6 separate regions of the Mus musculus genome follow, and regions 1, 2, 4, 5 and 6 are each linked to region 3. A link is a contact called in public Hi-C and promoter capture Hi-C data. All regions are on one chromosome and are shown on one strand. Each heading gives the region's core, a stretch centred on a gene start, on an enhancer-like site or on the middle of the called end of the contact. The rest is flanking DNA. Distances are from core to core; before and after follow the strand shown. Region 1 holds the start of Alg1 (asparagine-linked glycosylation 1 (beta-1,4-mannosyltransferase)). Region 2 holds the start of Glis2 (GLIS family zinc finger 2). Region 3 holds the start of Nudt16l1 (nudix (nucleoside diphosphate linked moiety X)-type motif 16-like 1). Region 4 holds the start of Pam16 (presequence translocase-asssociated motor 16 homolog (S. cerevisiae)). Region 5 holds the start of Coro7 (coronin 7). Region 6 holds the start of Tfap4 (transcription factor AP4).

Region 1 (2,700 bases), core at 199-2,698, 290 kb before region 3:
AGAACCTGGAGTTGACTGGTCCTACCTCCCAGGCCCCGCAGATCTGTCAACTTCACAATCCGAATCCTATCATTCTGCAAGAGTTCATCTCGAGGTTTGGAGTCTGCAAATGCAAATGAGCCCTTTCAGGTATCAGAAATAGCCAGTTACAGTCAGCTGGGTGTGTTCCTTCACATCTGTAATTCCAGTACTTGGAAGGATAAGGCAGGATAAAGTGTTCAAAGCCAGCATGTGCTACAAAGCATGCCCATCTCAAGTAAACAAGGTGGAAGGAAAATAACACCTATCAAAACCTCACAGGTCCCCAGTACCCAGAATAGAAAATGAGGTCACTTTGTGTTCTTCTATAGAATACCCTCGAAGGGCATTCATCATACCTACTTAATTTAACCTGATGACTGGCATGCAATAGGGACCCAATTTAACTGATAAAGAGTAGAACTCCTGGATGGCAGTCTGCCCTAGGATAGCACTCCACACGGGGACCAATAAGGGCTATTTCCACTTTCCCTTAGATAGAGCTGGGCCACCCCCAAGTTCGCAGATCCAATTTGAGGTGCCCAGCACGTGTTCGAGGATAGTTATGAATGTCCCCAACATGCTAGCAGATTTCATATGACTGTGTCAAAAGGTTGGATACCTGAGGGGCTACTAAAGTGCATGCCTTTAATCCCAACACTCTAAAGGCAGTAGCAAGTGGATCTCTGTGAGTTCAAGGACACTCTGGCCTACATAGTGAGATCCAAACCAGCTAGAGGCTGCATAGTAAGAGTGAACCCCTGAAAAATCATCCACGTGGACATGATGAGGGAGTGGACACCTCTGCCTACACCTTAGGGGACAAGAGAACCATCCACAGCAAGAAAAGCTCTGCGGCTGGACAAGGGATGTGAAGAAACATTCAGCCTGCCAACTCAGTGACAAAGGCAGCATGAGGAAGTGGTGACCAGCACTAAGGTCTCACACACCAGGGTTGCAGCCTGTCTGTGCACTACCTAAACAAAGCAAGTGACAGACACTTTTGCAACCGATCTATTTGTAGTCCTCACGTATGGTAAACGGCGACTGACGCCCGCTGCTCCCAGACACCAGAAAACAGCGGTCCAGACCAGAACAGGCAGGAGAGGAGCACAGCTGCTCCCGCCTCTGTCCCAAAACAGGGAGAGTCAAGGCTCCTGATTGAGCCTCCCTCTCAGGTCCCCGCCACTCACTGTAGAACCCCAGCAGCGTCACCGAAAAGCCGCTCTGGGCCAATGACAGCGCGTGGTACTGCATGCGGGGGCTGCGGCCCACGTCGCCCAGCACCACGACGACCATGTGCCGGGCCCTGCCCGTTTGCCGCCCACGCTTCCACAAGCCCAGCAGCAGCACCAGCAACAGCAGCGCCAGAACCAGCAGCGCCACGCAGGACGCTGCCATCTTGGCCGGCCGGCGCCGAGCACGTGACCGGGCCCGGAAGCCTCGCTATGCGCAAGCGCACACCCCAGACCCTGCCCAGGGGGAGGTGATTATGAAATCGCCTCTTTACGAAGGAGGAGGCGGAGCCTTGGATAAGGCGAGGTCTGGGAGAAAAGGAAAGAGAATTTGGAAGATGGGGGCGGGCTCTGAACGGGGGGGCGGGGCCTGGAAAGGGTAGGAGGCCTTTGAAGAGTTACTTAAGGAGCCCAAGAATGGACTTAGCCATGCCAAGTTCTCTGAAGTGTGTTTTCCCCTGTGAAAGTAAAGCTGTACCTTTATTGGAGTCTAAGAACTTCTTTTAAAGACCGCTAAGATAAATTTCAAACTATAATAATGATGATAATGATTACCTGCTGCTAGAGTACACTTCTCAGCTTCCCTTACGGACTGTGAAGTCATTTCTACCCCTATAGGAGGCCATATCTCATCTTCTGTGAGTATCTTAGCCATCTACACAAAAATGTACCCTCACCGTACATGAACTTGTCTCGGCTATGATCAGACCCAGCCTCTTTTATCTACTCTCTCAGTAGCTGCCTTTAATAATCTAACAAGAGAGATTAAATTTTAGATGAGAGGCTGATGAGTTTTCTTCAGGTAAAGGTGTTTGATGCTAAAGTAGGGTACCATCTCAGGAAGGAGAGAATCAACTCTCTACATCCTCTGACTTCCACGCTCCTGCTGTGACACACACAGCACCTCCCTTGTACACTAAATAAATAAAAACAATTTGGATGAATTTCCTAGTTTTGTTGAGGAAAGAGGCCATTCCCTGAGAAGTGAATGTATAAACAAGATCATGGCTACACATGGAAACCGATCTTTGTTGGTAGAAGGCAAGAGACCATAGGGCCTCTGGCTCTTTAGCAGAGGTGCCTTCCAGTGAGAAAATTTATTAAGCAAAATGTTTATCTCTTCATTTGTTAAGATGCATGCACATTGAATACAACAATTCAAATACAAAAGAGAGGAAGCAGGCATAGTATAGCCTGTAATTCTGGCACTGTGGAGGAGAAGCCAAGGTCATCCTCGACTCCATAGAGAGTTCAAGACCTGCCTGGGCAGCTTATGACAAGAACTCAAAAAAATAAGGGGCTGGATAAATGACTCAGCAGTTAAGAGCTCTTACTTGCAATCATGACAGGAGTTCAAATCCTGACACCCATGTAACAAGCTGGATGTCACCACAAAACCTATAATCTCAGCTGTGAGGGGCAGAAACAGAAAGCTCACTAAAGCTTG
Region 2 (2,786 bases), core at 33-2,532, 340 kb after region 3:
GAAGCCCAAGACGCAGGCCCTAGCCCTGGCCAGACCCATGGGAGCTCAAGTCTTGGTAGGGCCACTGGCTAGCCTGACTGCCCCCTTGGTGTCAAGCATTCCCTCTAGAGCCAAGATCTTGGGCCCTGATGGCTGGGGGCCCAGGGCTCCTCCCAGCATCCCTTCCAGCTTCCCAGGCCCCAGGGCAGGGCTGGGCAACTCCCTGCAACCAGTGCTTCCCCGCCACCCTCTGGCTGGGCTGGGCGGGCCCTCCTGGGTAGGCAGACAGGCAGCATGCTGCCCTGCTGTGGCCTGAGTATCCCACTGGGTAGGGCAGTGTGCCAAGGCGTCCAGGTGCCAGCCTGGATTCCAGCCCCATCCTAGGGGGCCTGCGGGGAGGTGCAAGCATCATCCTGGTAGGAGGGGGATGCACCTGCCTCGTCACCTCTTTTCCAGACCCATCCTGAGGATGCAATCACTCACCCTCTCCATCCAGCCAGGTCCCTCACCTGCTTCCATCCACCCTTCAGGAGTGGACCAAAGGCTACACAATATTCCAACTCCTAGTGCTGAATCAAGGGACGCCCCCCTCTCTGCCTCCCCCAAGGCTTGTTAAGGGTAGTGAGAGCAGGACTTTACCCAGAAAGGGAGGGTACCTTCCAAATAACCCGAGCTCACCGGTGAGCAAAGGTGGCTGCCAGATGCCCCATACAACTTCATGCCCAGGCTTCGGGTGGCCCCCTCTCACCTCGCAGAGCACCCCTACTGAAGACGCCCAACTTCCCCAGTGAAGTTTGCGCCCGCCCCGGGCCGGGCCACAGTTCAGCTCGGCCCCCAAACAGAAGGAGGGAAGGAAAGAGAAAAAAGACGGTGAAATCGAAGGACCCAGCCAGGGAGCCGGCGAGAAAGGGAGAGCGCAAAACCAACGAGCGCAGGGGCCTCAGCGAGGGCTCACAATGGCCCGGAGCAAGGCGCGGACGCGGGAGGGGGAGGCGACCCTCTGGTTACGCTGCCCCGCGCACCAGGCAAGTCCCTGGCCCAGCCCGCGTCCTCCCGGCGCGACGCCCGGGGGCTTCCTACCTCGGCTGCCGGGCTGACTGGCTCCGGCTGCGGGTTCCGGCGGTCCTGGGGCAGCGGGGAGCGGGCGAGGGGGAGGGCCGGGGCGGGCGGGGGCCGGGGCGCGAGGCTTACGGGGCACGGGCTCCCCTGGCGCCGCGCGGCACCCGGCCGCTCCGCCACATCTGCAGCTCGGGGCAGGGAAGGTGGCCGCGGCGGCCGGGCTGTGCGGGGATGTCTTTGCAAGGGAGGGAGGAGAGGAGAGGAGGGAGGGGGTGGGAGGAGGGACTGGCGGCCTTGGAGGAGGGCGAAGAGGAGGGGCGCGGGGGGCGGCCTCCCTCCCTCCCTCCCTCGCGGCTCGCTCGCTCGCTCCCGCCCTCCCTACAAACCCCTCTCACTACTGCGGCCCCAGGCCCGGAGCGCCAGCTGCCAGACGGAGCGTGCGCGGGGGGTGGAGGGTGGGGGTGGGGGGAGGCTGGGCCCGGGGAGGGGAGGAGAGCGGACGGCCGCAGGAGCGGGCACCGGAGGGAAGGGGGAGCGAAGGAGGGAGCCCCGCCACGGCAGAGACGCGCGTCCTCCTCGACTCCCCCCCCCCCCATCCCCGCCTGCCGCGGTCCCGCCCCCAGCCCGAGGGCAGCGCTAGGACAAGGCCTGGGGGGCGGGGGGCAGGGCGAGATATCCCGCCCCTGGGGGAAGCCTGGGAGAGGGGCGGGCGAACCGGCCAGGAGGAAAAGCCCCAAGGACCGGGAAGATGGAGGCGGCCGCAGCGGGCGAGGGGCGGGGACCCTCGCCTCCCCCTGCGGGGTCACCTTGGCCAGGGCCCCCGCGGCCCTTGGCTGCCGCGGAGGTGATAGAAATGCCTCTTGGAAGGCCCTGATTTCCCCGCCCAGTCCAGATCCAGGACCGCGCAGGCAAAGGCCTTTCAATTCCGACAGGTTCGAGGCCACGCTTCTCTCTTCCAGCTTTGCCTTGTCTTCAGCCTCAGTTGCCCTCCTGGTGAAATAAGCACAAGGCCTGGCACAACCAATCCAGGATTCCGTTATCTTGGTGACATCCGCCTGGACAACCTGGGTCCCCTAATCTGAGCGCCGCCGGGGTCATCGCACTTGGCGTCAGTAAGTTCAATGAGTTGGTCACTGAAAAGTGGATGTAAGTCAGTAACGCTTGCACACCGCAGCCAAGCTGTTTCCCACCTTTTCCTGGGAAGCTCAGACTTGGCGTTCTTTAGTGTTTTCTTTGGGCGAGTCTTGAGTCCACGCCTAATATCTTTTTACCTGTCTGGTGACAAATCTCAGTTCAAAAAGACAGCCCTCCTGATCCGAAGTTGGACTTGAACTCAGGAAACGAAAAGGCACTTCAAAGTCAGCATCACCAGTAGGTGAAGTACTGACTCCGGGTTGGAAATCTGTTATTCGGGCATTTGATGCCTCGGTCTGCGCCAGAGCCACATCAAGACATGAATCTTGATCATGGGGCATCCCCATTCCCAGGCACTGCTCTTGGCACACGCTCCTGGTCTGGTGCGAAGGTAGGCACATAATTGGTGCTCCTGATGTGGTGATCAAATGGATACGTAGTCAGTGCTCTTAACTGATTATGTAGTCATGATGGGTGCTTCGGTTTGAACGAAGACACATATTAGATTCTTATGATCTTTTAATACATGAAAGGGATTTAGGAAGAGGTCGGTTCACCAGGAGTAAGGCGGGGATAATGCCCCCCCACCCCCATTTCCCCTGTGTGGATAATGT
Region 3 (2,700 bases), core at 69-2,568:
CAAGAAGCACCTCAGGATGAGGGCGGGAGCAGCTTTTCTAGAGCCTTCTTCTGCTTCTCTGTTGCTGAGGCCAAGGCCTCGGCCAGCTTTTCCGAGGGCATCATGTTGAGTACCTTAAGGGCAAATAGAAGTTGATATTTGGCAGTGCTGACGAAGGCGTTGCTCAGAAAGTTAGGAAAGCCGCCTACTCGATCCTTCTGTGTGTACAGTGGGACCCGTACAAGGCCCAGGACCTGTGGGACAGAGGGCATGAGTGGGGCTGGGCTCTTCTTGTAGAGGCAGGACCCTGGCAGAGATGCCTGTCAGCCACCAGTTTGCCAAAGAAACAGGGGAGACCCAGGCAGGGTCTGGCCAGGCCAGGCTGGTGGCAGTAAAGTGCCTTCTCTCCAAGTTCCAAGGTCAATCCTATGCACTCCCCACCCTGTCTGGCAGCAACCCCCATGATCCCTGGTTTCACTCCATGCCCCTTAGACCACAGAATCTACAAATCCCCCAATTTCCTCTCAGGAGATAATCCCAAACACTGCATGCAACCCGGTCTTTTTGGTCTCAATTTCCCAAGCAGGCCCTGTTCATCCCTTCCAGTGACCCCAAGCCCCACTCCCAGGATTGACAATGGCAGACAAGGCAAATGAAAACAGCCCATGATCCAGATCCCAAGTCCCTTTTCCCACCCAGCATAGCCAGGGTGAGGACCCTGAGGGGTACTTGTTACCCAAGGTGCCTTCTGTGGTGCCAGAGCCAAACCTCAGGAGTGGGAATGGGGGCGGGCCCCAGGCAGTAGCCCCACCTCCAGACCGTGGTCCCGTGAGTGCACAGCGCTGATCTCCACAGCATGCAGTTGTTCCAATGTCAGCTGCCGTGCGTACAGATGTGCCACCACACGGTGTGGACCCTCAGTCAGGTGTGAACTCAGGTAATCAGCTTCGGTAAGGCGTAGGCCGCCCAGGCCCAGGCCCAGCACCCGATTCAAGCCATCCTCCAGCGACCAGAAGCGCCGGTCCACGAAACCCCCGGGAAAGCCTAGCAGCCCGTCGAAGCGCATCTGCATCTGCAAGGTAAGCTTGGTCAGGACGTGGGGTCCACTGGGCGTCCCAAGCCTGTATCCGCCCTGCTTGCCCGCCCAGCTCCTCACCAGCACTGAGAAACGCATGGGGATACGTCCGAAAAGCTGCCCGGGGTTGGCGGCGTATAGCATGGCGTGGCATGAATGACTCCAGCCGGGCCCCAAGCGCATTGCTTCCTCCCGACTGATCTGTTTCAGCTCCGGAACCGTCGTGGTCGACATCTTGATGTGCTCCAGGCCCACTGCCCAAACGAGCATGCGCGACCCCGCCCACAACACCAGACCCAATCCTCGTGCTTCCACGTGCATAAAGCCCGCCTCCACCAGTCCTGTGCTTCTGGGGTTGAACCCAGGAAAGACCCTGGCGGAGGCGGGGTGGGGTGGGGGTGGAGTTATGTAGTTCGCCACCCTCCAAGTTGCAGAGGAGACCCCACAACCACCAGAAAACTACAGCTACCAAGACGCACCGCACGGAGACCAGGTTGTCCTAAGCAGGTAGGTACACTGATTATCAAGACGTGTCAGTCTCCAGTCCCGAACATCCCTGAGAGGGCATCTGAAGTCTCAATATCCACCTCATCCATGAGGGGGCTGGTTTTCCCCTGAGCTTCACCCAGAGCTTGTGGCTCCACTGCCTATGAAATCATGCCTTAAAAAACTTAAATGTCTAAGTGACTCCAGCTCAAGTGACAGGGGACCTAAGCCTTACTTATGCTTTGCCCCTCTCTGGCACATTGATTAATGTTCAGTAAACATCACAGGAGTTGGGATGGGTATAAGAACTAGGACCACCTGCCCACCTAGAGGCTAAGATTCATCAATTGCCCAGTGGAGGTGAGCCAAATTCCAAGTCCAGTTTCAGACACAGCAAGCAACAAAATAGCAATAAACCATTGTCTATGTTTGGAGGGGGCACTCACTGCCCCTCTCACACAAGCAAATGAAGGCAGCAACAAAACCTGTCAGGAGTTCTGCCAGAAACCACTCTAGTGTCCTGTCACTACACCAAAAGCCAACAATGCTGCTGCCTACATAGTGCTGTGCCAGAACAAAGGCACACATAGAATATTGCTGCATGATTTTATTACTATAAATATACAGTAAAAATGAACCCAAACTAGCCAATCAGAGTACATCAGATGATAGTACATGTGAGTCTGAGACAGGTAAGTGTGTAGGCTGCACCCCATCTTTCAAAGTACTGGCACCAGTGCCACGGCCAGAGGCCAGGATGTTGGCAGGTGAGAAGTGGGGGAGTGAGCATGCACATGCTGACATGTGTGCACATATGTGCATTCAGCAAGAGAGAGAGATGGATGTGCAGAGCTGTGCTAGGAAGGAGCAGGGTTAGAGTCAGAGCTCGAGCAGCCCTGAGCCTAAAGGGGTCTCCATGCACTGCTACAGGCTGTCACCTGGGTGAGTGGCAGGGCAGTTCCTTAAGCTGAGGTCCCTCTACCAACCCACCAGGGAGCTGCACTGCCTGGGGCACCTCTGCTCTGGGGCCACTCATGGGCCACTTCTGCCTTGGAAACAAAGTATCACTAGGAGCCTGCTTCTAGGTGGGCTCTGACAGGAGCCTTAGACAATCAATCAGTAAGAAGCTTACAGGCCAGGTAACTGGCAACGGATCTGCT
Region 4 (2,700 bases), core at 61-2,560, 310 kb after region 3:
AGCCGTCCCGGTGCTTGATAGCTAGGAGTAAAGGCATAAATGTCCTGCTCACTGTGAGTGCCTACTCTAGTAGGAGACATAGCAATGATAATAAATGTTAAAAAAAAAAAGAAGAATTATGTCATAGAGCAGTGTCTCTCATCCTTCCTAATGCTGCAGCCCTTTGATACAGTTCCTCATGTTGTGAACCCCAATCATAAAAAATACTTTCATTGCTACTTCATAACTGTAGTTTTGGTACTGTTATATATCACAATGTAAATATTTCTGGAGGTAGAAATTTGCCAAAGGAGTTAAGATGCACAAATTGAGAACTAAGGGGAAAAAAGGAAGCATGAAATGATAATGGAGTCACAAGACCATGTGTTGTTCCGATTCTGAGTCTGTGGACTGTTGAGGAGAAACCCAGACACAAAGTACAGATGAGTAGATTTCAAAGTAGGGACGTGCGTGGCTGCTGGGCAAGAACTGGTCTGATCTGGATGTTGGTCATGGCAAAACTGAACTGTACACTCCAAAAGGTGGAACTGCTTGGTGTGTGAATTACGGCTGTCTTGATGGAACTGTCCCAACACACAGACACACAGACCAGAGAAGGTCTTGTGAGGACTTGACGAGAAGCCTTTGCAAACCAAGCAAAGAAGCTTGACTAGAGACCAAACCTGGCATAAAGATTCCAGAAGCAGCTGGGCAGTGGTGGCGCACGCCTTTTGATACCAGCACTCAGGAGGCAGAGACAGGCAGAATGCAATGAATTCAAGGCCAGCCTGGTCTACAGAGTGAGTTCCAGGACAGCCAGAGTTACACAGAGAAACCCTGTCTCAAAAAAAACAAAACAAACAAAAATCAGAAAAGAATAAACTAAGCATCTGATGTTTAAAGGACACCTCAGACCTTTGAAATCAGGACAGCGTGCTGGGCATGCCACTGTAGTAGGGGACTTGGTGGCCCTCACTGAGGAGATGGCATTAGATTACAAAGTTGACTGAACATGGGCAGAAACAGTTCCTCAGGCGTCTAGGAAAGAGCTTCACCAGAAGGGGCAATGTGAAATAAATCCTATTTTGAAATACCTGGTTCTCTTAAATATTCTAGCGATTTTAACATCCAACCCTATTATACTCTGGTTTATTTCATATGATAGCTTCTTCCTAAGTGTTTTGGGAAAATGAAGGGAAGGCCACCAAACTGCACCAAGTCTGGGGCCGCCCACTGGTCCTCTGGCCCCGAGGCAGGCTCCGCCCACATGCGCGGTGCCGCGAGAGTCACGCCTCTGGAAACGCGTCGCGTCCTTGCGCACGCGCTCTCCGGTCTCCCTTGACCTCTGACCCACCAGCAACCCTTGAGCTGGTCCCACTGGGTCGGGAAGCGGCACCCGTCCCCCTAAAGTGGAGCGTCCGCCATGGTGAGGCCCGGGATGGGGTGTTCGGGAAGGGAGGTCAAATCGGAGTCCAGCAGCGGGCTCTGGTCCTGATGCCGTGAGCCCCCCGGGTTCCTCACAGGAAGCAGAGTCTGTAGCGTGGCGCCCGGTCGGTCGTTGGTGCCCGGGCAGTGACGACCGCGGACCGGGGAATCGAGGCTCGGTTGGCGGAAAGCTCCCGGCCAATCCCGGCCTGTGCGTTCCCTGCCTCGGCGTGCGCGGTCCGCTGTGGGCAGTGGGAGGAGACGGTCGTTGACTGGGCCGGCTCCTGAGTGGCAGGACTCGGCGATATTGGTGTTGTGTCGCTTGGCTTTTAACCGCGTTTGACAGTTGGCTCATCCAAGGAAGTGGTAGACCTGAGACTTGCTAGAATTGAAACCAGAAAGGCTGAGCGTTTTGGCACCATTGGCACCTGAAAGTTGCCCGCAGGTTCTTGAGATTTGCCCCTAAGTGATTGGAAGGTTAGGGAAGCCTATTTATCTGTTTGTTTGAGACTAAGTACCACTATGTATATAGATAGTGTGGCTCGCCCGGAACGCCCTATGTGCTCAAGCTGGCTTTAAACTCACTGAGATCCTTTTGTCTCTGCCTCTGGCTCCCAAGGGCTGGCAGTAAAGGTGTGCGCCATCTCACCCAGCTGGGAGCATCTTCCTTGACCATGGGAAAGTAGGTAGTAGTTAACCGCTCACAATGCGTTGTCTGGAGCTGAAGCTTTATGTAGATTGTCATTTAAGCCTTCTCAATCGTCCCCATTTTAATTTAAGGGATTTGAAGCTCAGAGAATTTGACTTTTCCAAGCTCATCTTTCCCACAAGAGTCAGTTTGGCCCCAGCTTTGTTCGTGTTCTGTTCTGAGACTAAACATTTGCCACTATATTATTCCTTGTAATTAGGTCGCTGCCATTTAGTAAGAACCTTTGTTGGTTCCTCGTGGAACTCGGTCTTTAGCGTGCATTCTCCACATTCCACCTTGAACTTACCTCAGCTGCTCGTGTAAGGCTTATACTTGTAAACCCAGCACTTGAAAGGCTGGGCCAGGAAGATCAGGAATTTGTGAGTTCCAGGGCAACTTTAGTACATAGGGCTGAGAGTATAGCTCAGTGTTGCAGTGCTTGCCCACCACAGGTAAAAGGCCTTAAATCCATCCCCAGATGGATTTCTCATCCAAAAGAGGATGAGAAAGTACTGTTGGAAGGTGAGGTAAGAGGAGCCTAGAAGATTACCCCTGGGAGTCCGATTATGTCTAATTTTGTCAGGTCCTTAGGAATGGCCCAGGTTTGG
Region 5 (2,700 bases), core at 131-2,630, 260 kb after region 3:
GTTTGTAGATCTTGGGCTTAAAAGCCCTGTAGGATCTTAGTTCAGGGTAGTGGCTCAGTTCTGAAATCCTGACCATGGCCCTGGTCGACCAATCCTGGAGCATATGATCAATAAACCATCCTGGTCTGACCGAGATCAATGTCTGTGTGATTTGTGAGGCAATTCCTGGACCCCAACATTGTGTGCACACAGATGAGTAGGCAGGGATAGACAGGTGAACAAAAGTAAATGTCCCAGCAGTCAAGAGTACTTGTTTCTCCTTATTTTCGAAGAAGACCCAAGTCTGATTCCCAGCACCCATGTGGCAGTTTAAGACACTTCACAAGGCCAGGGGATCCAACAAGTCTAACCAAGAGCAAGCATAATTACCCACTGAGCCATTTTCCCAACCCTGCCTTCTTTCTCCCTTTTCTTTTCTTTTCTTTCTTTTTTCTTTTTCTTTTTTTTCTTTTTGGGCAGGTTCTCACTATATAGTCCCGAACTATGTAAACCAAGCTGACCTTGAACTTCTGATCTTCCTCCTGAATGCTGGGACTATAGGACTATGTCACTGTGCTGGGGATGGCACCCAGGGCTTCATACATGCCTGGCAAACACTCTACCAACTGAGCTACAATCCACAGCTAAAATCATTTTTAAGGGAAAATTGATGCTCACAGATATTGAGAATAAAGCTATATATCACTTGGTCATTATCATCATACACTCTAGTATGAAAAAAATTGCATTATAAAATGTGTATTTTTGGCTGGGCAGTGATGGTGCACATCTTTAGTCCCAGGACTTGGGAGGAAGAGGCAGGGGGATTTCTGAGTTTGAGGCCAGCCTGGTCTACAGAGTGAATTCTAGGACAGCCAGGACTACACAGAGAAACCCTGTCTCAAAATAAATAAATAAATAAATAAACAAAAATAAAATAAAATAAAAATAAAACTCAAAACAAAGGGGTAGAAAGGGAGGGAAGGGGAGACAAGAGGTGGGAGGGAGGGAGGGAGAGAGAGAGAGATTGAGAGAGAGAAAGATTGAGTCTCAGTGGTTCTTATCTTTTATGGGTCGCGGGGATTATTCCCAGTTTTAGTCTAGTTAATTCTGTCCTGCTATTTCTCAGGTCATTGTAAAACCTCAGGGACCAGTATTGCAAGTCTAATCCTGCAGCAATTGAAGTGTGGTTCCTTCGGTAGGACAGCTGCGGCTCACATGACCTCCGACCAGTGCAGTAGTCCCCCAGGCATCAGGGCGTGACTTCTCAGGTCGTCCTGGCCTCTGAAGAAGGCGGGGCTGAAGGCCGTCGCGCTGAAGAAGGGTGACGTGGGGGCGTGCCTAGGCAGGCCGCAGGAGCTTCCGATTGGTTGTCATCAATAAGGGCGTGGCACCAGGCTGCAGGCTGCTGAGGCGGCAGGCTGCAAGAGTCCAGGGCGGCTTCTCTTCATTCACCTAGTACCTGACGACCCTCGTTCTCCAGCCTGAGCTTGCTCTGTCCCAGCTGCCATGAGTCGCTTCAAGGTGTCCAAGTTTCGGCATATGGAGGCCCGGCCGTCCCGCCGAGAGGTGAGCCCGGCCAGTGGACCCCACTCCCTGGCTTCTGGTCCCGGAGGACTGCCATTCCCAGTGCCTGCCTGTGCAGTGCACACTCTGGGTTGTGAAGACCCTCACCCCACCTCGCCCCATCTGTCCACCCGGAACTTCTCCCTTTAGATGAACCCTAGAGTTCAGGCCGCCCCTTCACTGCTCAGAGGACAGAGTCCGGAGGTCTGATGACGCGCCCTAGTAGTTGGGTGATCCCGGAGGTCGGCCTGGCCGGTTCGCCTCCCCCTGTTACCCCAGGAGGCCTCGCAGCACTCCCAGACGCGAACAGGCCTCTGTTTCCGGTCGGCCTTGCTGGGAACCTGGCTGGGAAACTGTCGACGCCGGTCTCCCCCTTCCAGCAGTCTAGGATCACCCCTGCTCCGGGCCGGCCGGGCTGTGGGAGAGATGCATCTCTTTCTTGTGGTCTCAGTGAGAGGGAAGGTATCATCTGGAGAGGGAGCCCCTGGGGCCAGGCAGGCTTCCTCCCTCGAGTTTCTGCCACTCTTCCTTGTCTACTGGTGCAAGCTCTTCCTTTACTGGGGTGATGATACTAGCGGTTGTTGGGGCCTGGAGAAGCCTAGAGCAGGTGGATCCCAGATGGAGTGTCAAGAAGGACACTCCACTCGGTGAGGCACTGGCCTTTCTCCCCCTGTGTTATTTGGACCTCTAGTGTCCCAAAGCAAGTTAGGACAACCGTGCTCCATTTTCATTCTCTGGACAGTTAGCCTTTCTGTACCTATTGTGTGCTGCTCAGCTCTCTAAAACAGTGAACATTGTGACATTTCCCCTTCTCTGTGGAACTTAACAGCCTCTGGTCAGCAAGCACAATATAAATCCACTGAAGAATCAGAACACCCGGGGGTATGTGGTGGGCTGTGATGTAAAGAAGTGAAGTAGAGTTGAACGTAATAGTATTGTGGAGGACAGTGCCCAGGTGGGTGGATTTCAACAGAGGCCAGAAGGGTGAGAAGAAAAAAAGCCAGTAAAGAAAAAGAAAGTGGCCGGGCGGTGGTGGTGCAGGCCTTTAATCCTAGCACTTGGCAGGCAGATTTCTGAGTTCGAGGCCAGCCTGGTCTACAGAGTGAGTTCCAGGGCAGCCAGGGCTACACAGAGAATCCCTGACTCGAAAAACCA
Region 6 (2,703 bases), core at 148-2,647, 380 kb after region 3:
TAATTGATCTGGCATCTACAGTTAGAGATCAGGTTGGTAATATTGAACAATGTTTTCTAATAATACCCAACAATTGTTATAAATAGAAGTATTTCAACTAAGAGGCTCGATTTGGGTGGAACCTTGGAAGGCAGCGAATGGGTCTGGGAAAGGCGCTGAGCTGGAGCGAGGACATTCCGAGGCAGGCGTGGGCTTCCTGAGCCTGGGGCCAAGCCCTCCAGGAGTCTGGGGAGGGCCGGGACCGGAAGGTGGGGGCGTGTCAGAGGACGGAAGCTCACCCCTAAAACGTCCCCTCCCTTGCCCCAGACCACCACTCCCCCCCCATTGTAGAGCGCGCCCTCTGGCGGTGGAGCAAGTTTTATCCCGCCTTCCCCATGAATGAGAAGCTGCAGCCCGCTGCGCGCGAAGTCGGAAAGTAAGGTAGTGAAAGAGGCAAGACAGGACCTGGCAGCCACCACCAGACCTCTAATGGATATTCGGACCGCGCTGGCAGCCTGCCTCAGGGCCGCTGCTGTTCTGGCTTGCCTCCGCCCTTCCCTTCCTTCCCACTTGCTCTCTCTTCCTATGGCAGCCCCAAACATCCGAGGTACCTTGCGCACCTGCCTGTACCCTTCGCAATCTAATTTCCTAGCACCAGTCAGAGTTTGGGCCAGGCAGCCACCTGGGTAAAGACGGAGGGAGGAGGCTGGCGGGTGGTCAGAGTCAGCCCCAAGTTACTTGTGGGAAACAGTGGCTATGACGCAAGTTTCCAGGGGGCCCGGGTCGGCTCGAAAGGGAGCGCGCCAGAGTGGCTCTGCTCCGCTCCGTGCAGTGGCAATTATGAAAATGCAAAAGCCTGAAGCACACACCCAAAAGAGCCTTCCCTTTGCTGCTGCAGCCCCGCCCAGCGCGTCCTCCAGGATAGCGGTGCGCAAAGACCCCGCACTGGGCAGTCCTCACCGGACCCTGGACTGCACAGACTGGGATCCCGTGCGGTGGGGCTGGCCTTTTTTTTTTTTTTTTTTTTTTTTTTTTTCTTTTTAGCTACGCTTGCCAACCTGTCAGCTGATGGACCTCATCACCCATAGTGGCGCATGTAGCTGGGCCGCTGTTCACTCCATTCACATCGTGTCCCCCCACAGCCAGCTGTCGACCCCTGATTCCTGATCCCAGGGTTAAGTCTGCAGACCCATGTAGTAGTCGGTCCCAAGGAGCTTGCGCCCTTCTCGCCCCAGCATCCAGTCGCCCTGGGGGGGGCGCTGCAAATAGTCCTTTGTTTACATGCAATTCCTTACTCCGCGGAAGGAGGCCGGGGAGTGCTGAGTTTTCACCAGCTGTTTCCCGCCTTGAAACAGACATCTGATCAGCTGCAAACACACACACACACACACACACACACACACACACACATACACACGCCCGGGGAGGCAGGCTGGAGAGACCTCCCGCCCGCCCCTCCCGCCCGCCTCCCTCCCCTCGCCGCTGCTGCTGCTGCCGCCAGCATCTGGGACCGGCCGATTCTGCACCTCCGTCCGGCGCTGCCCTTTGATTCGGATTTCCATCTTGCATTCTCCGGCTGACCGCGAGACCTGGCTCGTGCACAGGAGGGGGGCCTATCGCTATGGAGTATTTCATGGTGCCCACTCAGAAGGTGCCCTCTTTGCAACATTTCAGGAAAACAGAGAAAGAAGTGATAGGAGGGCTCTGTAGGTGTGTACTGCTCCTCCCCCCAACCCCTTCTTCCCATTGCAGCCCCCGGCCAGCCCGCCCGGGCGGGTGCGCGTGTGCGCACGCATGGCTCGCGCCTCCGAGCTCGCTCGCCTTTCTTAGCTACTGGGTCCGCTGCAGTCTCTGGAACCCTGCTTGCGTTGCCTAGGGACCCTCTTCCCTTGGAACGTGGGGACCCCGAGAGGTTCTGTCCACTTTTGTCCGCTGCAGGCGGGCGAGTCGCGACGTTTGTAAATTGCAAACAGACCCACGTGGTGCTGCAGCAGTCCCGGCCATGCTTGCTGCTGGTGGCTTTCACCCAGCGCTTCCTCCTCCCCCCGCCAGCTTTGGCTTCCTTCCTTTTCCTTGCTTACTCGCGCTTTCTGGGAACCCTCTTCTAAGGAGGTCGTTTTGGGGGGGGCCCGGAGTGTGCGAGAGGACAGCTACAATGCTGCCATGCCGCGGTTCCAGGCTGCGGGGAGGGGGGGCGGGGAGCCGGGTGGTGTGAACGTTTGCAGAGAACAGGGCTGCAGCAGGGTTGGGGGCGTGCTCGCTCGAGGTTGCGAGGCGTACGTGGACCTTTAGTGGCCATGCTTCAAGCAGGGAAGTTGCGGTCCCCCACACGTTGGCAGTCACTAGTCGCACGTTCTCCGCCCGCGCTCGGGTGCTGTTTACTAGCGAGGCCTGGACGTGACTCTGCAGCCCTCTTGGAGTAGGCGGGCCTCTGCGCGCACGACCTCACGGGAGCTGTAGTTCTCTATGCCGGGTCGGTGCTGCATTGTGGGACTTGTAGGCGCTTCGGGGCCACGCTTTACTTGCACAAAGCTCGGCCGTAACCAACTAGGTGGGCTAAGCAGGCCAGGTGGGGAGGCCTTTTGATGAGGGTGCGTCTTAGGTTGCTTCAGGGCTCTAGTCTACTTCCTGTTGCATATGGGTCTGCAAACTTTGCTGTCCCACTTCTGTTCCTCAGTCATAAATGCAAAGCGTTGAATCTCCTGGTCGGGTGGGTGGTCGGAG

Evidence for each region. Promoter capture Hi-C pulls out the DNA fragments that hold promoters and counts their contacts. A called contact is a pair of places that touch in the nucleus more often than the background predicts. Capture Hi-C pulls out chosen DNA fragments and counts their contacts.
Region 1: a Hi-C map of CD8 T cells shows a contact between it and region 3, with 3 times the contacts expected there. The contact joins the promoter of Alg1 here to the promoter of Nudt16l1 in region 3. A contact is called at or near these places in 2 of 39 promoter capture datasets (cranial neural crest and pre-B cells), 3 of 484 Hi-C or Micro-C datasets (CD4 T cells, CD8 T cells and regulatory T cells), 2 of 115 datasets of contacts at active chromatin or transcription factors (microglia and pancreatic cancer cells) and 3 of 9 other capture datasets (adipose tissue, liver and pancreatic islet).
Region 2: a promoter capture Hi-C map of neutrophils shows a contact between it and region 3, with 2.2 times the contacts expected there. The contact joins the promoter of Glis2 here to the promoter of Nudt16l1 in region 3. A contact is called at or near these places in 5 of 39 promoter capture datasets (the C10 cell line, cranial neural crest, frontonasal cranial neural crest and 2 more), 1 of 115 datasets of contacts at active chromatin or transcription factors (pancreatic cancer cells) and 2 of 9 other capture datasets (adipose tissue and pancreatic islet).
Region 4: a contact with region 3 is called in a promoter capture Hi-C map of pre-B cells, with 5 times the contacts expected there. The contact joins the promoter of Pam16 here to the promoter of Nudt16l1 in region 3. A contact is called at or near these places in 11 of 39 promoter capture datasets (the 3T3-L1 cell line, the C10 cell line, cranial neural crest and 6 more), 1 of 15 datasets of contacts at CTCF or cohesin (large pre-B cells), 1 of 484 Hi-C or Micro-C datasets (embryonic stem cells), 4 of 115 datasets of contacts at active chromatin or transcription factors (bone marrow-derived macrophages, effector CD8 T cells, large pre-B cells and 1 more) and 4 of 9 other capture datasets (adipose tissue, liver, macrophages and 1 more).
Region 5: a promoter capture Hi-C map of adipose tissue shows a contact between it and region 3. The contact joins the promoter of Coro7 here to the promoter of Nudt16l1 in region 3. A contact is called at or near these places in 12 of 39 promoter capture datasets (the 3T3-L1 cell line, the C10 cell line, HPC-7-derived erythroid cells and 8 more), 4 of 484 Hi-C or Micro-C datasets (CD4 T cells, CD8 T cells, nephron progenitors and 1 more), 10 of 115 datasets of contacts at active chromatin or transcription factors (the 230-238 cell line, the SCID.adh cell line, bone marrow-derived macrophages and 7 more) and 4 of 9 other capture datasets (adipose tissue, liver, macrophages and 1 more).
Region 6: a contact with region 3 is called in a promoter capture Hi-C map of liver, with 4 times the contacts expected there. The contact joins the promoter of Tfap4 here to the promoter of Nudt16l1 in region 3. A contact is called at or near these places in 3 of 39 promoter capture datasets (liver, neutrophils and pre-B cells), 1 of 115 datasets of contacts at active chromatin or transcription factors (embryonic stem cells) and 2 of 9 other capture datasets (adipose tissue and liver).

Annotation. Positions count from the first base shown.
Region 1 is chr16:5,232,369-5,235,068 of GRCm38.p6, reverse strand. It overlaps Alg1 (asparagine-linked glycosylation 1 (beta-1,4-mannosyltransferase)), which reads right to left and starts at 1,448. Exons shown (of 13, transcript NM_145362.2): 1 at 1,212-1,448; 2 at 26-103. The coding sequence starts at 1,419.
Region 2 is chr16:4,593,209-4,595,994 of GRCm38.p6, reverse strand. Glis2 (GLIS family zinc finger 2) reads right to left here and starts at 1,282. Exons shown (of 7, transcript NM_031184.3): 1 at 1,060-1,282. It overlaps D330022H12Rik (a long non-coding RNA gene), which reads left to right and starts at 1,740. Exons shown (of 2, transcript XR_875867.3): 1 at 1,740-2,563.
Region 3 is chr16:4,937,729-4,940,428 of GRCm38.p6, reverse strand. Nudt16l1 (nudix (nucleoside diphosphate linked moiety X)-type motif 16-like 1) reads right to left here and starts at 1,318. Exons shown (of 3, transcript NM_025839.4): 1 at 1,136-1,318; 2 at 791-1,051; 3 at 1-233. The coding sequence starts at 1,288. The coding sequence ends at 12. Mgrn1 (mahogunin, ring finger 1) reads right to left here. Exons shown (of 17, transcript NM_029657.4): 17 at 2,133-2,700. Gm16861 (predicted gene, 16861) reads left to right here and starts at 844. Exons shown (of 3, transcript NR_037666.1): 1 at 844-1,058; 2 at 1,265-1,561.
Region 4 is chr16:4,623,556-4,626,255 of GRCm38.p6, reverse strand. Pam16 (presequence translocase-asssociated motor 16 homolog (S. cerevisiae)) reads left to right here and starts at 1,310. Exons shown (of 5, transcript NM_025571.1): 1 at 1,310-1,405. The coding sequence starts at 1,403. It also overlaps a transcript of Glis2 not described here.
Region 5 is chr16:4,678,400-4,681,099 of GRCm38.p6, reverse strand. It overlaps Coro7 (coronin 7), which reads left to right and starts at 1,380. Exons shown (of 28, transcript NM_030205.4): 1 at 1,380-1,548. The coding sequence starts at 1,489.
Region 6 is chr16:4,558,414-4,561,116 of GRCm38.p6, reverse strand. Tfap4 (transcription factor AP4) reads left to right here and starts at 1,397. Exons shown (of 7, transcript NM_031182.2): 1 at 1,397-1,689. The coding sequence starts at 1,601.